Linked DNA regions of Zeugodacus cucurbitae: region 2 is linked to region 1. A link is a contact called in public Hi-C data. All regions are on one chromosome and are shown on one strand. The core of a region is the stretch at or near the end of the contact, and the rest is flanking DNA. Distances in the headings are between cores, read along the strand shown.

What was found. A called contact is a pair of places that touch in the nucleus more often than the background predicts.
Region 2: a contact with region 1 is called in a Hi-C map of whole body, with 7 times the contacts expected there. The contact joins the promoter of LOC105214022 here to the promoter of LOC105214015 in region 1. A contact is called at or near these places in 2 of 2 Hi-C or Micro-C datasets (both in whole body).

Annotation. Positions count from the first base shown.
Region 1 is chr6:26,663,496-26,669,753 of idZeuCucr1.2, reverse strand. It overlaps LOC105214015 (protein O-mannosyl-transferase Tmtc3), which reads right to left and starts at 3,053. Exons shown (of 6, transcript XR_008471688.1): 1 at 2,601-3,053; 2 at 326-576; 3 at 1-268. LOC105214016 (protein mago nashi) reads left to right here and starts at 3,234. Exons shown (of 3, transcript XM_011187170.3): 1 at 3,234-3,394; 2 at 3,456-3,721; 3 at 3,779-4,059. The coding sequence starts at 3,461. The coding sequence ends at 3,961. It overlaps LOC105214018 (membrane-associated guanylate kinase, WW and PDZ domain-containing protein 1), which reads right to left. Exons shown (of 7, transcript XM_054233047.1): 5 at 6,256-6,258; 6 at 5,902-6,184; 7 at 4,493-5,818. The coding sequence ends at 5,334.
Region 2 is chr6:26,820,300-26,826,557 of idZeuCucr1.2, reverse strand. It overlaps LOC105214022 (protein king tubby), which reads left to right and starts at 3,676. Exons shown (of 9, transcript XM_011187181.3): 1 at 3,676-4,590; 2 at 4,767-4,831; 3 at 4,905-5,272. It overlaps LOC105214024, which reads left to right and starts at 1,366. Exons shown (of 2, transcript XM_054232974.1): 1 at 1,366-1,589; 2 at 2,177-3,057. The coding sequence starts at 1,457. The coding sequence ends at 2,970.

The DNA of each region.
Region 1 (6,258 bases), core at 1,804-4,303:
CTTGTATATAAGCGCAGCAAAATGTATGTGTGCATGTAGAAAAATGTTAACACCGGCATATACTTGGTCCGCATGAACACCACACCCGTCTTATGTTGTATCCACACACTTGTTTGGTATATGCCTTTTTTTGACGCTCCCTGACCTTTGGCTGATTTTATGGCATTGTAATGAAAAACTATACGTGTAAACCATTCGAAAAATGGTTTTTGGTAAATATCGCAATTACACGCACAAATGTGCGACTTGTAGAACAATTGCAGCAAAACTAAAAATAAATGTAAGAAAATTAAAAAAATATATATATTTTAATTAAATATATTACCTTTATATGCTATCAGATAGTTTGTTTAACTATACAACAGCCGTGTTTACATTGCCGATATTTTCCTTTAAGCTATGGACAGTTGAGGTTTTAGTTAAAAAAATCAACATTTTATATTTCCTTTTTGCCAATGTACATTTACGCTACAAAAACATTGAATCAAATACTGAAAATTGCTCTAAAAGCTTGTTATTTTGTATATGAGGATATTGGAGAAACTGCTGAAAACCACTTTTAGAAACCTGAGGATCCTGAAAAGAAAGAAAAATGCAATGATTTATTATAAAATATATTATATACGATTTTCTAATATATATTACAAATAAATTGTATGTATAAAGTGCAAAAAACTTTGTTGTAAAATAAATTTCTTCATTTTTATCGGCTTTTGCTGTTTACAGCAACAATTATCTTAGAACTTAACCTATAAAAAAGTATATAACGTATGTCTACAACAGCAATTCAATTAAAGAAAAATATGTTAAAAAATATAAAGACTGTTGAACTTGCAATTACACACGGTTTCACAGTGAACAACTGCTTACATATGTACATACATGTAGTGAAATATTGTACTATTGCCCGTTACTTTATTTTTACGACTATTTTACGCTTTTAGTTTTATGCACATAGATATTTCACAATTAATCATAACTAAAACTCTTCACTATTCAACTGCAAACACAGTTTAATAATTAATTTAATTTAATATTTTCACAAAAGCTTACTAGAAACCGCTTATACTGTACTACGTGCACAACAAAGTAACTTTACATTTACTGTCCCAAATACCGACTGCCCATCGCCTTATTGCATAGAATTGCTGACGACTTAGGGTGTCTGCAATATACATACATAATAATGTACACCGCACAACACTTCACTTATACTACCGTTTCAACAGGAATTAAAGATGAAGTAACGCGACAGTAACAGCGATAAAATTCACATGCATGTACGTTTGGAATACACTGAAAAACAGTTAGAAATAATTTTTCTTTTTTTGAACGAGATTTCGTAGTTCACAGGCTTATTTGAAAGCCAACCGTTCATTGCCCTTTGAGGCAGGGTACAACGAAATCTGCACACAAAGTCAAAAATTACATAAAAAATCGCACCAGGATTGCGTTATTTTTGTTTTTGCTATAAACGTGGCTACAACGCAAAACTGATACCACACCAGGCTATACTACTCGTGAGCAGCTGGTGCTCTACAATGTTGCACTCAATGTCATCGATTTTACACAGCACAACGTATGATATGTCAACCAAGCCTGCAGCCGAGCATACCAGTTTTATTGCATTCGCAAAATACAAGAACAACAAGCTTATATACGTCCTTTTTTTTACTCCTGCTTTAGCTCCCATTTCCGGTTACACAGATGAGCCAGTTTCCTGCTATCCTCACTGTGCAGTCACCCCATTACTTGGCTTTTACAGGCGACCAACATGTATATGGTACTGAGCAACAATGTTGCGCGACCGAGTTTCCTAGTTTTGGAGTAAAAATCAAGATGCTACACCAGTCTGCACATCTACAGTACAATTTTGTGTATGCGTATGTGTGCTTGACCGTTCACTGCAGCCCATGCTCAATAACGCATTGTTATATGCACTTTCACTCGGCACGAAACCACAACGGAAAATATTCTGTTGATGCAATCACACAACCGCATGAACAAATAATCGACTCTCCTGTGTTGTGTACTCCGGAATACATTTAAAAGAGCATGATGGCACGTGCTCGACAATATGTAGATTTCTGCACAATACCTTTTTGAGAGTTAGCTATTGCAAGCGAGTCCCATTCTCTCACGTATTCATTGCAGTTGTTTTCGTACACCAGCCCCAATGGACTTTGTAAAATTACTTTGACCGACATAATCAAAGCAGTCAGCGAAATAAACGCTTATTCCTTCGCTCTTTATATATTTTCGGCGCGAAAATTATTCCCGTTTTCAATGCGACCATTTTGAAGCTTCTACTTTCTATTACCTTGATGTATAAAAGTGAATAATAAAAATGCATTTTTAAGCGCTTTATACAATACATGTACCTACTAGTAATGTACATATGTAGAGACAAACTCACGCCTGTTACCCCACTATCCGCGAACGGGGAACTCGATTCGACCACATCATATTCTGCCCTTGCGAATTGCAGCTTTACAATAACAAAAACTTGTGCTTTACATCACCACACATTCGTTCAGTAAGAAAAAATATTTACAGTTGTTTTTTCTTATATTACACAATTAGGGAGTTATTTAAATTACCTGCTTGAAATTCAACTTAAAGCTGCATTAATTGCTACTTTTTTTCAACTTTTAAAGCCTTAATTCAAAGTATCCATTAATTTTTCACAACTATGTACTTCAATTGGAATCTACATCTTTACTTTTCGCTGCTACTGCTGTGCCTCTGTTTTCTTCATCTACTTTGTAGCAAATGACTTTGTCGACGTCGCTGCTATCAACATTGTTGTTGCCGCCATAGGTTTTGCTACCGCAGCTGTTACAGGCGGCAACATTGTTGTTTTTGATGCGCATACTTGTTTTTTCCAACCAATTCTTTGTAACTCCAGTACAAACTTGCGGATGCTTATAAATTAATTGTTTAATTGCAATCTAATTAAATAATATTAAATTTCTATTAGCACGTTCAATAAATCACGAGAATAATAAATGCGTACTTTATTTTAAACTATCATTCGCATTTATGTAAAGTTGTTGGTAACGCGAATATTGTATAAATAAACGTTGCCATCTAAACAAATGTAAATTGTAGACTTTGTAGACAATTTGGATTAAGAAATTTTAGATCAAAACTAATTTCAGACTAAATACATAAATTTTCCTTTCTTCCAGAAAGTTTTTTTAATTTTAAGCTTTATTTAAAATTATTCTGTTCAAATTACAGGAAATTTGTCTTTTGTCTAGAATTTAAAGATTTGATTTCAACATCACCGCGGTCTCCGAAAACTTACACAGTGTGGCAACATAGAAATAAGACTGGAGAAAGTTTGACGCACAATTTGACGTTTGGCACGGCACTAAACCCGGAAAAATAGGTTAGCAAACGAAAGACTGAATAATAATTAAACAATTTCATTAAACGCTTGTTATTGCTAGATATTATGACTACGGAGGATTTCTATTTGCGTTACTATGTTGGCCATAAAGGCAAGTTTGGCCATGAGTTTCTGGAGTTCGAATTTCGGCCGGATGGTAAACTGCGCTATGCCAACAACTCGAACTACAAAAACGACACAATGATCCGCAAGGAAGCGTTTGTACACCAGTCGGTAATGGAAGAACTAAAGCGAATCATTTTGGATTCAGAAATTATGGCTGAAGATGATTCACCATGGCCACCGCCGGATCGCGTAGGCAGACAGGTTAACAAAATATTTGTATTCTATATGTATGTAAACTTAATTATATACCTACTTTAGGAGTTGGAAATTGTCATAGGCGATGAACATATCTCCTTTACAACATCGAAAACTGGTTCGTTAGTCGATGTGAATCGTTCAAAAGATCCCGAAGGACTCCGCTGTTTCTACTATTTAGTACAGGATTTAAAGTGTTTGGTATTTTCACTCATTGGACTACATTTCAAAATTAAGCCAATATAATAGCAGTAGCATTAAAACTGACATGTGTTTATTTAATTTCCATTTTGTATTCGCAAAACTATATTATAACTCAATTAAAATGTAAACATACCTATAAACCCTGTGATTTCAATCAAAGTTTTCATGCGCGTTAAGGCAATAGTTAGGGCACTCGAATACGTTGAAACGAATTACAAAAGACGTATGGAATATATATATCTAACAGCTAACAGATTAGCCAAATGAGCAGCGTTTATTATAATTATTAGTATAATATTTTATATCGCTGTAGCAAAAACAACAAATTTATTAGTGTTTTATCAACACTTGGGTAAGTATCTCAAACAACTGGAGCCCCACGAAACGTGCTATTTCGATAGGGTCGGACCAAATGGAAAGTAGTGTCAGACGTGTTGGGTTGGGTGATTAGGTGAAGAAGGGACTCCGAAATCTTTGTTTTTGGCCTTTTTATAAAATAAAAAGTCTTCAAATGCATTTAATTTTATATAAATAAAACTAAAGTTGTTATTTTTCGATATGTTTTGTTATTTTCGCAAAAATTTATTCCAACACAAAATAGTAAAATATTAACATTATTAGCATTCAGTTTTTAACATAAGTAAAAATATAAGGTGACACTGGTTACATAAGGCTACTGCAGGTTGTATAAATTGTAATTTTACTGTTTTAAGACTGATGCATAATATGAAAATTAATACTTAATTTTATATATAATATTTTCAGTAGATATGTATGTTTATATTGCTAAAAATTTATTACTATATGCATATATATGTACATATGTAAGTAATAGACTGCGATTAAATGTAACATGCTTGTGCATTAGAGTAAATAAATGCAAATTCTCTGCACATATCCTATATATATATATATACTTTTTTTTGTAAATTTAAAAATTGTAACAATTTTGTATATACGTATCTAATATGAAATGCTTAACTGGTAAAAATTGTTTTCTAAATTTGTTTGTGGCTTTTGACGACGCATCTTAATAGCGCACGGGGCTAATTTCAGTCTTTGGGATACAATACGGGTTAAGTGTGTAAATGTAGAACGAATGAGTTGAAATATTTAAACATTATTGTTTTCACTAACACACTTTCAACTCATACATGCTTTCTTTACATATTTCTAAGTATTAAATATTAATATATACATACAAATGTATTGAAAAAAGTTTGCATGTAGTTATATATTAATAGATACAAATATTATAAATCGTACAAATAACTACATAAACATTAATACATGCTAATTTTTTTAAATTTCAATATAAAAAATTATAAAATTTATGCGCCTATAAAATATTCGTATATACAACGTTGTTGTGCTAAAGGAAACTTTTATAGAGTCTTATGCGTAAGTCTCAAAGTCATAATTGTGGTGGCAGCAATTGCTGTTGTTGTTGCTGCTGATGCTGTTGCTGCAATGACGAATGTGTATGCTGTTGTTGTTGTACAAAATTTGTTGTTGCTGCGCTCGTTCGCGGTTGCTCCATAAAGTAGTTGCCACCATTTTGATTGTTTGACAATAAATTTGGCGATATCTGTGGTTTATGTGGTTGTTGTGTTGTCAACGGTGTATATATTAATTGATTTTGCGACAGCTGACCTGGCGACACTTGTGCGGAGTTGACGATTAATGCTGAATTTTGTGTGCCCAACGTAGAGGTGGGTGTTGTCAAGGCGTCTTTTGGACAACCGATTGTCAAACGCACATGTAGCCCCGATTCCTTTATGAGATTGACTACATCACCATGTGACATACCGGAAATATCTATGCGATTAACAGCGATGATACGATCACCCACTTTCAGCTCACCACAACGATCGGCTGGACTGCCGGGTATCAATTTTCCTGCAAAAACAAGTAGAAGCCGCATTACAATCATTACACAATCCGTTTGAGCCGTAATATATAAATATTTCTGCCATACTTACCGATTGTGGAGCCGTAGAATTGATTTGATGACGATATAATCACAAACCCAAAGCCTTCGGACTCGTGTCGACTGACTATAACATCATATGGATATCGGTATGTATTGCGCATGGGCATGTTTAATGGCGGCGGTAGCGGTAAGGGTAATTGTTGCTGTTGTGATTGCAATAATTGTGGTTGGTGTTGTGTTAACCGCAAGCGACGACGCAGTATCATAGTCACTTGACCTCGCAATGCCGCCTCACCCATTAGTGAAACAACTTTGTGGTGCGACGAATTGACCTTCGGCATAGAGATGAATATACAAATAATAGTTGTCTAAAACCCTTGTCATGTTCAAATAAACAACTTACCAC
Region 2 (6,258 bases), core at 2,427-4,926, 160 kb before region 1:
TGAAATCGGATAATAACCACGCCCACCTTCCATACAAAGGTTAGGTTGAAAAGTGCGTTAACTCACTAACGAAAAACGTCAGAAACACTAAATTTTACAGAATAAATAACAGAAAGAAGCTGCACTCAGATTTTTTTTACTAAATGGAAAATGGGCGTGGCGTCGCCCACTTATGGGACAAAAACCATATCTCAATCCGAAATTGAAATTCGGTATATAACATTTTCTTGACACCCTGATGACACGTGTGGAAAATGAATGAAATCAGTTCACAACTACAACAACTTCCCATATAAGCCATATAACATAATTCAGAGGATATATTTTTCTTCTAATAGTGTGTCTCTGTATCAGAAATGGTTAAAATCGGTTCCTAGCTCCCATAACCTAATTATAGGTTTTTTTTAAATCTATGGGCTTAATAGTGAAATCGGTTCAGGAATTACCTCAGCCCTCATATACTATATATGATTATTTTCGCTATTCTATTGGACTTTATGCTGAATATATGGGTCAAATTGTGTGTTATCTTAATAAAAATAAAGCATAAATTGCGAGAGTATAAAATGTTCGGTTGCACCCGAACATAGCCTTTCCTTACTTGTTTATATTAAAAATAATTCTAAATTATAAAAATGTCATTGTTTTCTCTATAAAATGAAATTTTAATTGTTGAAAATATTTATTTCAACAAAATTGCATTTTTAAAGTATTCACAGCTCCTATGTTCTACCTAGGAAAATATATCTACGTATTTGTAAAAATGTATCTACATATATATAAATATGTATATGTAAGAAATGTTTCAAAAATTGTCAACATATTTTTATTTAAATAAATTAAAAATTAAGTATTTTAATATTTTTTCAAATTAATTTTAAAAGGATTCACTAATAATATTTGTAAAAAAATAAATCTTAAAAATACTTTAATATATATATTAATCTTATGTAAGAAATTTTTTAACAATTATTTTTAAAACATTTTTTTTTTAATTATATAAATTTTATAATATTGTTAAATATTTTTTTAAAATAAGTATTTTAATTAATTAAAAACAAGTCTGCAAATTACATCTTCTAAACAAAGTCATCTTGTTTGTGAAATAGCAAGCATTTTATGTGGTTTTCTGAACAGTATTCCTGAAATTATTCTTAGTAGATGCAGTTACATACATATGTACATCTGAACAATTTCGCCTACCACAACCTTTATTTAACCTACCAGCCAAATTACCAAAACCAAATGAAACTACCTAAACGGCAACGCTGCTGTAAGTATGCACATATATATACATATACAGATAAGTATTCACGAGTGTTTTGTTCTTTCGAATTCGTCGTGCCAACACTCTGTCCGTTGGTATGTATTTGCGTTTATCGCGTCAACTGCGAGTTCGCTGACATCGAAAATAACGCAATGCTCGCAGTATCGAAGCGCACAGCAACGAATTAAGATGGACGATTTCATAGACGAAGTACGCAAAAGAGAATTTCTGTGGGATAGGAAGAAAATACCATTGGGTAGGCAACAACAAAAAATAACAGATAAGCTTTGGCAAGAAGTGGCTGACGCATGCAATATCTCAAGTGAGTAGTTAAATAAATGGATAAAAGAATTAAACAAAAAATATATATTCTAGTGCATATTTCCGTAGTTATAAACAATAAATACAGTGATGCTAGAAATTTTCATAGTTAGAACTCGTTTTTGGTTTGTGAGAGAGAGACATACAAAAGCGATTCGGGGAAAACACAACTGCGCGTAAATAAACAACGATGATTGTCATTAGCTTCTCTTATGTGTGTATGTATGTATGTAGTTGCGTTGTTGTTGAAGAAAACGCGAAGATCGTGCGCATTGCTTCTATACATATGTATGTATAGGTACATATATCGATATATGTTATCGATTACTTCATACGCTGCGTAAAACTAGTTTGAACCAATTTATAATATTTTTATAAGTGCTATATGATTATCATGAATAGTATTTGCTCATGAAGTTGATTTTGTTGTCGGCATATTAGACGATGAGTACCCGACACAGCGGTGATTATGTGAGTTCTAAACTTTATATATATGGATATAAAAAAAATAATATGAATACCAATAATTTTTTAAAACATTCACCATTCATTATTTCTAAACCCCCTTTCACTTCATACCACTTACAGAGTCCACAGCGAAAATTAAGTGGCGTAGTCTGCGCGATCAATTCTTGAAGGAATTAAAAAAGGTACCAGTCTACAATTCGGGCGAAAATTATTACATTGAGGAGCCTGAAAAACCGAAATGGACACATTTTAATAGTTTAATATTCTTGCTGAATACACATACACCTCGAAAACAAGTGATCGATATCAAACCAGAGTCAATAATCGATATACGCTCCACAGATTCGACGGATAATGACTGGGATGAGAGTAAAAGTCAAATCGAAGATATTGCAGCCTCACAAGAGTCACCAGTACTTGCAGACACATACAATCAACAGTTTCCGAGCATACGCAAAGTTTACACGCTCGACGAGGAGCATGAGCTCGCAAATGCCTCGCAAAGTGTGCCATTAGTACAATGTAAGGAAGAGTACGTTGTAGAGAATGCATGTGATGAGGGTAAAATTGAAATTGAATATGATCCACCACCTTTTGTTGCGGTCGCGCCACAAATGGCGGAACCGTTGTATACGCGGAATAAGCGACGCTGCGATGAAGAATACAACGAGACGACGTCGGCTACACCACAAATTCGCGATGAACTCTATAATTGTTCAAGTAAGAGAACGGCTACGGAGTTGGAAAAATCAATAGAGCTACGTACTTCTACGGAGGCGAGTGTGGATAATGAGAATTTACTGTTCTTCCGTTCACTTTTGCCTTATATGAATCGCTTGGACATTGTACAGCAGTTGCGCGTGCGCACACGTTTTCAGGAGATTTTAATGGATGAATTGGGCGCAAAGCATTAGTTATTAATATTGCATATTTTGAAAATATCACAATCTAAAGTCTACCATTTGTTAACTTGTAAATAAATAAACTGTTTTCCATTAAAAGCTCTGGGTTATGATTTATGGGTAAAATGTGTAAGTAACACCACATTTTATGTGTAATCCCCCTACTCTTTGAGTTATTGTCAAAAGTCCCTAATATCTTGTTAATAACTATATCTTTTTAAGCTTTCGACTCTGAATAGCTTCCGGGTTTTCAAGGAAAGCTTTGTCATAACAAGAAAGCTCTAGACGGCTTAATGTTAGAAGCCTCAAATATTTTTTTCAAATATGACAGCTTTTAAGCTTTCAATTCCCGAATTTTCAGGAAAAGTTTTGTGACAAGAAAGCTCCAGAGAGCTTAATATTATCTTCTGGAAGCTGACTTCCGTTGAAAATAAAACTCATAGTTTCAGATTTGTCTCGGGTAGGGTCTAAACCGACGTCGGCGCGACCGTTTGCAAAAGTTCAAAATGTGTTTGATAGTTAATATCAGAAGCTACAATTTTTTTGTTAAAATATATCAGCTTTTTAAGCTTTGGACTCTTGAAAAGTTTCCCGCTTTTTCGAAAAGCTTCTTCATAACTAGAAAGTTTTAGAAGTCCTAACAATATCTCCTGAAGGGTGATATCCGCTTAAAATACAACTTATAGTTTCAGATTGTCGCGTTTATGGCCTGACCTAACGTTCGGATAACCGTTTGCAGAAGCACGGAAGGGAGAAAGCTTTATTTCAAATCATTAACGTTAAAGCACGGAAAACAGGATAGTTGTTGTAGTCAGAATTAAAGTACCAGATCGTTGGAACTTTCAAAAACTCAGTGACAAGGTCGAGAAAAGTAAAGTATTTTGGACTCCTGACGTTTCCTTCTTAATCCATCTGCCGAACTTGTATAGATCGGAGATTTCAAACAGGAAAACATTCTCTCGAGACCATTGAAAGACACGCCATAAATATTAAGCTCTGAGGTATCCGATGATTTTGGGAAAGAGATGACGATTCATATTTGCGAATAAACTACTTTTTTAGATGGTTCATAGCGGATTATATGTTAGATATCATCTATATAACCTTGATGAAGGCATTGAAATGGTCAGCGGAGTACAAATTAGCCTCGATTTCACTATGCTTCACTCACAAAAAGTAAAAAAAAAGATATCAATGAAGGAATAAAATTGCTTGGATTAAAATAAGAATCCCTTCCCTGCTTGTCTTGGAATATTACCAATCCATGAAAAAATACATAAATTTCATACCGAAGATCTACATCGAAGAAGATACCGGTCTTCTCACGCAACCCTCACCATTTCATGTAAGTGCATATACGAACCTCCTGTACTGTCCGCACTGCCTTATCGACGCGCACAACACGTGAACGCCTAACCCACATGACGACGACTACTTTGTATGCCGTGCAATAATAATAAATGCAACGCTGTCTGCAAAATTTTGCAGTAACGCCGAGACGCGCATAAAGGTGCATGCGAGCGCCCAGGTTTAAAGTGCAGTTGTTTTGCAATGACTCAGTGTTGTTGTTGTTGGTGTTTTTCAAAGTCACAGCTGCCGCATGGAATACAAATTCAGCAATAACAACAACTTGTAAGTATACTAAAAAATATGCCATTACTATGCAGATTGAGTACGAGCTGCATGAGAGACAGAGAGTGCAGTTGAGCGAACGGTGGTGCATTTTGAGATGAGATGTATTAACCTTAAATGTGTATGTAGTTTGCAGACTGTTAAATCAGCTGTTTGTTTATTTTATTTTTTAACAGCGCGGTTAGTTTGCAGCGAGTGATTGAGCACATGAGTGCCGGATGTTAATGAGAGTTCTCTCTAGGTGAGAGTGAGCGCTGTGCATATAAATGAAGTATGTTATTTAGCCACTGTTATTAACAGTATTTTTTTAACAGTCACTGTAGCGAAGAAGTGAGATAGAGAGCACACAGCAACTGCCAATTGGGGAAGAGGGTTGAAAACTGCATGAAGTCACAAATACAGCTGTCATCGCTGCTGCTGCTGCCGACAGGATATTCGACCAGCCAGGATATTTTGCCATTTTACCATCAACAGCGGCAGGTCGTGCGGTCGTCGACAGTTCAACTTCAGTTTGCTGTGTCACAGTACGCAATATACAGTTCAGTCAGTTTATCGCCTTATGAAGCCGTGTGCGGTTGGTTGTAAAAATATCGTCTCCGTTCAGACAGTATACTTTTAAGACGGCAGCGTGCGGTTGATTTCAAAAGTTATTCGAGAATATTTAAATATATTTTGGGAAAAGGTGGAATAAATTTATAAAAAATAATTATTAATAAAAAAAATATATATTTTTTTTGAAAATAGCTTGTTCCACCTTTGTTATTCTACAACTCCAACTGTTCAAAGTGACGTCATACTTAGCATTCATGTTGACTTTGTGTGCTGTGAAATCGCCAATTTGTTTTTAACATTGCATTGTTAAACTAAGCGTGTACTCGTATGTTGGCGAGTGTCTTTGAAAATAAATAATATTTGAAATAAGAATTTGTGAAAATTGCTGATGATATGCGAATTGGCAAAACTGCAAGCACAACCAAGGTGACAACAAAATATATGAAAATAACAACAAACAAACTGTGTTGCAATAATTTAGCACTTTTGTTGTGTGGCAAGGCTTATGTGTGATATTTTATGTGTTTGTGTGTGTGTGGATAAGATCTTGGTGAAGCGACACTGTGTAGTATTTTGCAACTTTTGTGGGTTAAAATACAAACAAAAAGTATTAAAATAAATTGGAAAAAAGAATTTATATGCAAAAATAAAACAATAAAAAATTTAATATAAAAAGTGGAATCTTTTAAATAAAAAAATTAACAATAAATAAAATAGAATTGATAAGAATAAGATAATAAAAGGGAAAGGAAAATGGTATAAAAATTATTTTGCTAGTGAAAAATAAAAAAAACTTTTTTTTTCGAAAAAATATTACGAAAAAACTATAAAAAATTAAATTTATTATTTGTTTAATAAAAGCAAAAATTAAGGCTCATTTAAATATAAAGAAAGCAAACAAAAAATATATAGAATTTAGAAAAACAGAATTTGTACAAAAGAAACAATAAAATATTTAATATAAAAAGTGGAATCTTTTAAATAAAAAAATTAAGAAAAAATAAAATAGAATTGATAAAAAATAAAAGGAAAATGAAAATGGAAAAAAATGAAAATTAAATAAAACAATTTTTTTTCGAAAAAATATTACGAAAAAACTATAAAAAATGAAATTTA